2 separate regions of the Sus scrofa genome follow, and region 1 is linked to region 2. The links are chromatin contacts, called in public HiChIP or PLAC-seq maps. All regions are on one chromosome and are shown on one strand. The core of a region is the stretch at or near the end of the contact, and the rest is flanking DNA. Distances in the headings are between cores, read along the strand shown.

Evidence for each region. HiChIP or PLAC-seq counts read pairs in DNA pulled down with a chosen protein or histone mark.
Region 1: an H3K27ac HiChIP or PLAC-seq map of alveolar macrophages shows a contact between it and region 2. The contact joins the promoter of GRK6 here to the promoter of FAM193B in region 2. A contact is called at or near these places in 1 of 47 Hi-C or Micro-C datasets (liver) and 1 of 2 datasets of contacts at active chromatin or transcription factors (alveolar macrophages).

The regions. Positions count from the first base shown.
Region 1 is chr2:80,525,001-80,529,029 of Sscrofa11.1, forward strand. GRK6 (G protein-coupled receptor kinase 6) reads right to left here and starts at 2,208. Exons shown (of 17, transcript XR_002341730.1): 1 at 1,997-2,208. It also overlaps a transcript of F12 not described here.
Region 2 is chr2:80,394,974-80,398,985 of Sscrofa11.1, forward strand. It overlaps FAM193B (family with sequence similarity 193 member B), which reads left to right and starts at 1,398. Exons shown (of 11, transcript NM_001243850.1): 1 at 1,398-1,693. The coding sequence starts at 1,484.

The DNA of each region.
Region 1 (4,029 bases), core at 958-3,457, 130 kb after region 2:
GGAAGGGGGACCCCCAGTGCCACCCCACTTCATCCTCACAGCAACTCCGCCAGACCCGGCCCAATCTTATGAGAAAACAGGCCCTCAAATGAATCGATTTGTCCAAAGTCCCAAAGCCTGGAGGAGTCCAATCCAGCTCACTGGGACCACAACCAAAGCTCCTCTCCCACCACAAATGTGCAAGGCATCTCTCAGGTGTTCTCTGAATACATACAATCCCAAAACACTCGGAGCCTCAGATCACTTAGGAAGCTGGCAAAAGCCCGGCCCAAGCTGTTACCCAACTCACGAAGGGGTTCTGATGCACCTGGTCTATGGACCAGGATTCAGGACTCAGTGACAAGCGGGGCTTCCTTTAGTTTTCAGTTCCCATTCCCAACTCTTTCACAAAAAGAGTTACTGAAGTTCAGAGAGAAGAGACTTGTTTACAGCTACCCAGGTGGGAGGGGCAGAGCCAGTTCAGATATTCCAGCCAAGACACGGGTCCCAGTCTGGCCATAACCCACTGTGCATCACCCATGGCCTGTCAGAAAGTGCCCACACTCTCTGGCCAGGCAAAGCACTGCTCTCAGTAGGACTGAACTGACTACAGCCCTGGGGAGGGAGGTCTGGCCAGGCTTTCCCCACCCCTCCTCCCTGGCTGGCTGGATGACGAGGCAGAACAGAATCGGCAGATGCCCCCAGAGGCTGGGAGGAAGGCCTAGCCCCAGGACTCGATAAAGGACAGGAGATAAGGAAGGCTCTGGGCACTGAGGACCCAGCCTGCTGTGCCCATTTCCAGGCAGCACCTCCCCAGGGTCAACCTGCAATGGGCAGGCAGGGGGCACCAGATGCTGTGCCAGTTGGGGGTTCCTCTGGTTTTCCTACAGACTGTGCTGGGGACATCCTATGTCGTAGGCCTGGGTCAACCCGTCTCATTGCATCCTGGGGGCTAGTCCCTGAGCCGAGCCTGGGTTTCCCACTTGTAAAATAGATCAGAAAGGTGAAGCAGATGGCTCTTTCAGCCTGGAAGCCCATCAAAGAGTAGAAAAACTGCCCTGACCTCCCTGCCCTAGAGTTCCGAAAAGAAGTGTCTTCTCTGCTGGTCCCCAGCACCCTGGATAGGACAGGACATAGAGTAGGTGTTCAGTGATTACATTACTGAGGTGGTCAATGGCAGGTGAGGAGCAGACTGACCACAAGGCAATGGGGGCCAGTCTGGTCCTTCTGTGTCCCCAGGATCCTCATAGAGCAGGTGCCTGGTAACATCTGAAAAGCTCAGCAACACTAGGTTCACCCCGCCAGCTCCCTGTGCCAGGCCTTGCACTCAGTCCCACCAGCCCAGCATGCTCCCTTCCTTCAGAGCTCAGCTTCCAGTTATTTCTGTGCCCCTCTGCCCCACTAGTCTGGGCTTCCTGAAGGCAAAAACAGTGACCCATTCCCCTCTGTCCCCAGTGTCCTGAGGCACTGAGCAAGAGGACGTCTTGCTGGTAGTCTATGTGACCAGCTTTCCCCGCCTCGGGTGGGCTATGCTACTGCAGAGTCTTAGTTAATTCATTCTCCAAACCTTTTACCCGTGCACTAACTTTGTGCCGATCCAGGCTGGGCGCCGGAGTTTGGGCCCGGGGCACGTGGGGAAGGCTGCCCCTTCCTGGGGCATCTTCTTACCTCTCTCACCTGGGAGAGGCTTCCAGGACTGAGGTCCCACCCTTCCCTCTTCCTTCCTCTCTCCTTCCCTCACCCCCTCATACACACACGCACGCACACACACACACACACACACACACACACAAACGCGCGCACGCGCGCGCGCCGTGAGGGCGGCGGCCTGACCCCCGCCCTTTCCTGGGCTCCGGCTCCCTGGGGGCAGGTGCGGAGAAGGACCATGGGCCGGAAGGGCCCCTGTCTGAGCGAAATGCTGGGCGCGGAGAGAGCTGCCCTAGGGGATCGGGCGACTAGGGCGCCCAGCGGAACTCGGAGGCCGCGCGACCGCGTTCTCCGCACCCGATCGCCTCACCTTCCCGGGCCTTGAGTAGCACCGTGTTCGCTACAATGTTCTCGAGCTCCATGGGCTGCGGCGCCGCCGGGCCCGCCGGGCCGCGCCGCCGGCCGGGATCGCGCGAGGGAGCCGGGGCCGGATGACGATCGGCGCGGCGCGGCTCGGCTCGGCTCGCAGTGACCGCGCCGCGGCCTCCCGGGCCTCCCCGGCCGCCGCCGCCCGCCGCTCACTCTCCGCCCCCTCCCGGGGGCCACCCCGGCGCCGGCCAGGCCCGCCCCGGCCCGCCCACTGTTTACTTTACTTGGCCAATAACCGGGCGGGTGCTCCCCGCGCCGTCTTCCCATTAGACAACTTCTTCATCATCCCCCGCCCCCAGAGACAGGGATTCGTTCAAAGGAACAGGGGGGCGGGACTTAATACGTCACATCTTCCTAGTTGGTCTACGATGGGGTTCAGCCTCTATGTTCGAATTTCTGGGCCTTCGTAGGATACCGAACTGCCAATTAGGGACGAGCCCTCTGCTGGGACAACGGAGGTGGGTCCTCTGGGTCACGCCCTGGAATTCTTGTACTTGATTGGATGAAGGAAGCGTCGGTCAGCCTTAGCACTGCACTCTGATTGGGCTATTAGCTGTGGGTGTGGCCCGGGTCCCTTTGACTCGCCTTGGCTTTTCCAGGGTTTTTAGGGGATGCATTTAGTGTTCTGGGCCTCCTCCCGGCCGGCCTCCTGCAGGTTCGGGCCGTGTATCCGGCCGTATACTTTTGGGTCGGCCCATCTTGAAGGGCGCACATCGGAAGCGGGGAGAGGCCCAGAGAAGGCTGGGGGCCTCCCTAGCTGCTCCTCGGCCTCCGTCCGGGCCACCGCGGGCGCCCCCGCCCTACCCCCACAGCCGGATGTTGTGATTTCTCTCCACCCACAGGGCCTCGCCCTCCCTCGGCCTCTGCTGCCTTATAAGGCAGCTCTACCACCCCAAGACGTAGGGACGAGCTCACACCCATTGTACAGGTGGGGAGCTGAGGTCTAGTGGCTGGCTCTAGGCAGAAAAGTTGGGAGAAAATAAGGCCGAAATTTTACAGCTGATCAACACCTTCTAACTCAACATCCTACTCCCTCCACCCTCACTTCACACACCAGGAAATGGAGGCTTGCCCAAACTTGCTAGTAAGGCAGAGCCAGCTTCAACTAGGCTTCTCAGATCCCTATCCATTCATCATCCAAAAATACAGAGAACAGCACCTTGTGCCAGGCCCTGAGCCAGGTGCTGGGGAATACAGTAGTGCCAGTAAGATAGCCAGTCTCTCTGCCTACCTTCTAGGAGAGGGATAAAGATGATAATCCTATAAATAAACAAATAAGTGGGATGGTCTGAGGGAGTGGTAAGTGCTAATAAGACATCAAGACAAAATAGTGAGGAGAAATGATCTCAGGTTGACATTTGAATTGATTCAACCACGCAAAAATCTAGGGGAACAGTTTTAAGCACAGGCAACAGCAAGTGCAAAACCCTGAGCCTAGAGTAAGTTTGGTATGTTCAAGGAACAGGAAGAAGGCCTGTATAGTTTCAAGGCCCAATAGTCTGAGATGAGATGAAGGAGCAAGGATTCTAGGTAGATCCTGGAAGGCTTTGTAGATCAATGATGAGGAGTTTGTTGTTTTCCCTAAATAAAATGGGGAGCCTTAGGATGATTTATACTTTAAAAAGATCACTCTAGCTAATGGACTTTTAGAGGGGCCAGGAGTGGAAGCACAGGGAGCAGTTGGGAGAAGACAGAGTGCGGCGGCTTGGAAGAAGGTGGCAGTGGAGATGGAGAAAGTGCATGGATTTAGGATACTTTGGGAAATAAAGATAAGTACCTTGAAAAAGGGAAATCCAGTGGCCAGCAGGACAAAGGGCAGGTACTTCACCCAGTGAAGCCTGCTGTGTCCAAGTGAGATCTAAGTGTTGAGTGAGAATGTATAGGTTTCAGAGGTAACATGAGTGGAGCAGGAAAGAGCCACTGGATGCAAGTTCATATTCAAAATTCTGTAGAGGAAGTTAGTAAGGGCTCAAG
Region 2 (4,012 bases), core at 148-2,647:
TGCCCCTGGCATGAGACAGACTGTCCTCAAAACTATTTTTAAAAATTTGTAATGCTGCAGGTGTGGCCATAAAAAAAAAAAATTTGTCCTATGTGCATGTCTTATATATTCAAAAAAGAAAGGGAGGGAAAATAACCCATTTTGACAACTAAATACATAATCATTTTATATATATATATATTTTTTTTTTTTCTGCTTTTTTCCATGGCATATAGAAAAGTTCCCAGGCTAGGGGTCCAATTAGAGCCACAGCTGCCGGCCTACACCACAGCCACAGCAATGTGAGATGGGAGCCGAGTCTGCGACCTATACCACAGCTCCAGGCAACGCTGGATTCTTTTTTTTTTTTTTTTTTTTTTTTTTTTTTTGGTCTTTTTGCCTTTTTCTAGGGCCGCTCCCTCGGCATGGAGATTCCCGGGCTAGGGGTCTAATCGGAGCCGTAGCCACTGGTCAGGGCCACAGCAACTCGGGATCTGAGCCGCGTCTGCGACCTACACCACAGCTCACGGCAACGCCAGATCCTTAATCCACTGAGCAAGGCCAGGGACCGAACCCTCAACCTCATGGTTCTTAGTCGGATTCGTTAACCACTGCGCCACGACGGCAACTCCAGGCAACGCTGGATTCTTAACCCACGGAGCAAGGCCAGGGATCAAAACTGCATCCTCATGGATCCTAGTCGGGTAAGTTAACCGCTGAGCTAGAAGAGAACTCCATAATCATTATATTTTTAAATGTTCCTTTGTGTACCACTCAAAATTCTTTTGCACACATACCATTTTCTTGGAAACACTGACCTAGTACGTACCCCAGTCATCTCATCTTTATCACACTTGTAATTGTGTATTTCCCCACTAGATTAAGGAAGAAGTCAGGTCTGTGTCTCGCTGTCGCAAGCACCAAATGCTAGACTCTGAGTGGACCATACACTGAAAATAAAGACCTAGACAATCCCTTCGTCCCTTTCAGCTCAGGCTATGAACGAACCCATGAGTTCTCGCTACGATGTTGAGCAACCATTTCACCATCTGTAGCCTAGGTTTTCTCTACTGCAAAATGGGAACTATCATACCTGTCACACCATGTGGGTGCGAGGAGTCAGGTCGAGGCCGTGAAAGTAGCGTAGCACTATAGAAATTATTAATTCACTCACCCACTTAACAGCAAGTTATTAAGCGCCCAGGGCTTGTAGCACTGCTACCACAGCGTACACCCTCTCTCATTCCTTGGATCCCAGGGTGGGCGTTTCCTGACCAGGTTCATTCTCCCACGAAACTCCGGGTGGTGACCTTATTCAAAATGGCGCAGGCAGCCTCGAGGGGCTAGTGCGGCGGCGCGGACTCCGCGTGCCCTTTGACCTGCTGGCAGCGGCGGAGGGGGAGTCGGGCGCCGCCATATTGGCTGTTGTCCTGTGAGGGGAGCGGCGGCGGCGGCGGCGGCGGTGGCGGCGCGAGTTGAGCGAGTGAGCGGAGCGAGGAGCAGCATGACTCGGAGGCGGAGCAGGCCGAGCGGCTGCGCGGGCCGGCGCGAGCGGGCGCGGGCCGCGGGGCCGCAGAAGCCCCAGGCGCCGGAGCCCCCGCCGCCGCCGTGCCTGGAAGCAGGAGCGGGTGCAGGATCCCCGGAGGCGTCGGCCGAGCCCGACCGCGACGGCCCTAGAGAGGACGACGAGCTCCAACTGGCGCCCGTCCCCCAGGTAGGAGCGAGAGAGGCGAGTCTGGCTGCTTGGGCACTTTCACACCCCGGAACGGAGCTGGGACGGGCTTGGGGGTGGATCATCCTTATCCGGCCGGAGTCAGAGCCTTACTCCTTAGGACCAGGGCTGAGGCTTTCTCCCCCAAGTTGGGAGTGGAGCCAGCACCCTTATGTCCAAAGCTGAGGCACGGCCCGACCTGTCCTGAGGCCAGGCTGCCTACCCTCTCCCACCGCCTCCGGGAAACGTTCTGGTCGCACACCCACTGGGACTGCGCTTGGATCCTGGGGCCACAGCTCAGCCCTGTGCCCTTCATCTCCTCTGGGCCCACATGCTCCCCCACTCATAGGCTACCTCGGGGCGCTGGGACCTGGAAGGCTGCAGCCTCTTCCCTCTCCCCCTGGGAGCGGCTCCACCCCTTCCCCTCGCTGCCCCCTCGGCAGCTGTGCTCCCAGCATATGTCTCCCGAGGCCTCCCTCCTCTCCTTGCCCAGCAGAGCAGTTGCAGCCGACAGCCAGGCTGCCTAGGAGACTGTTTGGTGGGCCTCCTGCACTGAGGTGGCAACCCTCAGTGAGAGCAAAGCTGCTCTCTCCCCCTATACCCGCTCTCCCGCCCCGCCTCGACCCCCAAGGCGGTCCACCCAGACCCTTGGATCCCTGGGTTTGGCGAATCCTGCTAAGAGTGAGCAGGAGGAGGATTCTCCAAGGCTTCCAGCTTGCCACCTGGAAGAAGGTCACTTTCTTTTGAGCAAAGGAAATAATAGGAGGTACCCTGCCAGTGTTCACTGCGAAGCTGGGGCGGCATGAGCCACAGTTGCTCTGGGAGGGTTATGGCACCTGGGGCTGGGTGGCTCGCCCTAAGCTTGCTCTGACAAAAGAGTTTTGAGTTGGTTTTTTGGCTGAGCCTGCCAAGAAAGGCAGGCTCCTGCAGGAGTCTTGGAGGGTCGGATGCAGCGCCGGATGAGGATGAGGCGTGGCGGAAGATGCGTTTGGCTCTGCAGACACTGCATCGGGCAGCAGGGGACTCTGGGAGGCTGGTGCAGCCAGAAGGCATGGCTCTTGACAGCCTTCTAGTAGAATCCCTGGAATTGTGCATGTGAGTGGGGATGCTGTTTGGGGTACCATTCCCAGAAAGCCTTCCCTGACCTCCCCAGTTGGGTGAGGTGCTCCCTCTGTGCCCACAGCCCCCTGTGCTCCCCTCTGGTAGCACTCCCTATTCTACAATGAGACATTCTGTTGATGTGTCTGTTCCCGGCACTGAACTGTGAACTCCACAGGAGCACAGATCATGTCATATATCTCTGGTCTTCCACCCCTAGCCCTGGGCCTTGCTGACACGGAGTAGGAATAACTAGGTGAATGAGAGAGTGAATCCCTTGAGAACCTGTGCTTATCGTAACCCAGTTTTGATACTGGTCTCCTTTGTGTCTCAGATCACAGTAAGATTTTTAATTAATGAAGATGTCACCAGTTATTGAGGGTCAGAGGCCCTACCTTCACCCCTACACCCTACCCTGAGCTGGTTCCAAGGGATTTCACTCTTCAGGTTGGAAGTCAGCTCGCCTGGTCTGACTTCCAACCCTGAAGGTGCTTCTCCCTCTAGCCTTTTCTTTCCTGCCTCTGGGCTCCCCTGAGAGTGCTGTTCTGCAGAAGGGGAGAGTGGAGAAGGGAGAGCCAGGGAGCTGTTGTCTTCTCTTTCTTTCAGACCATAAAATGCTTTAGGGTCCCCTGCCATTTAGCCAGCCTGTAGTTTTCATGGCCGGAAAGTTTGGTTGATGGGTTAACCATTAGGACCCAACTTTTCTAGGAGCCATAAGCTTCATTAAGGGGATAGGTTCCCACCGTGTTCTTACCGTGTTCATTCATTCATTCATGCCAGACATTTTACATATCTTCCCACCACCCCTGTGTTCTCCTGAACATTTAGCACAAATGTGATAAGTTAATTCATATAATTTTTGGTCTGCTTTTGCTATGTAAACTCTGAGAGTGCAGAAACCATGTTAGTTACCTTTGTACCCTCAGGCCTGATGATTAGCAAATTTTAATCACAAATTTTAAATAGGATATAAATACTATTATCCCATTTTTCAGATAAAGAAACAAACTCAGGGCAACTAAACATTTGTACAGATAATTCCTACTACAGGTACCCTTCCTTCTCCACCGCCCCCCCTGCGAAAAAGAGACTCTTGTGTACTTTGGGAGACCTAACAAGGCTTTTTTTTTTTTTTTTTTTTTTTTTTTAACTGTAGCCACAATAGGTGAAACAAACTGACAGTCTTTCTTCTGATTGTGCCCCTTTTTTGCTGTGGAAGGGGTT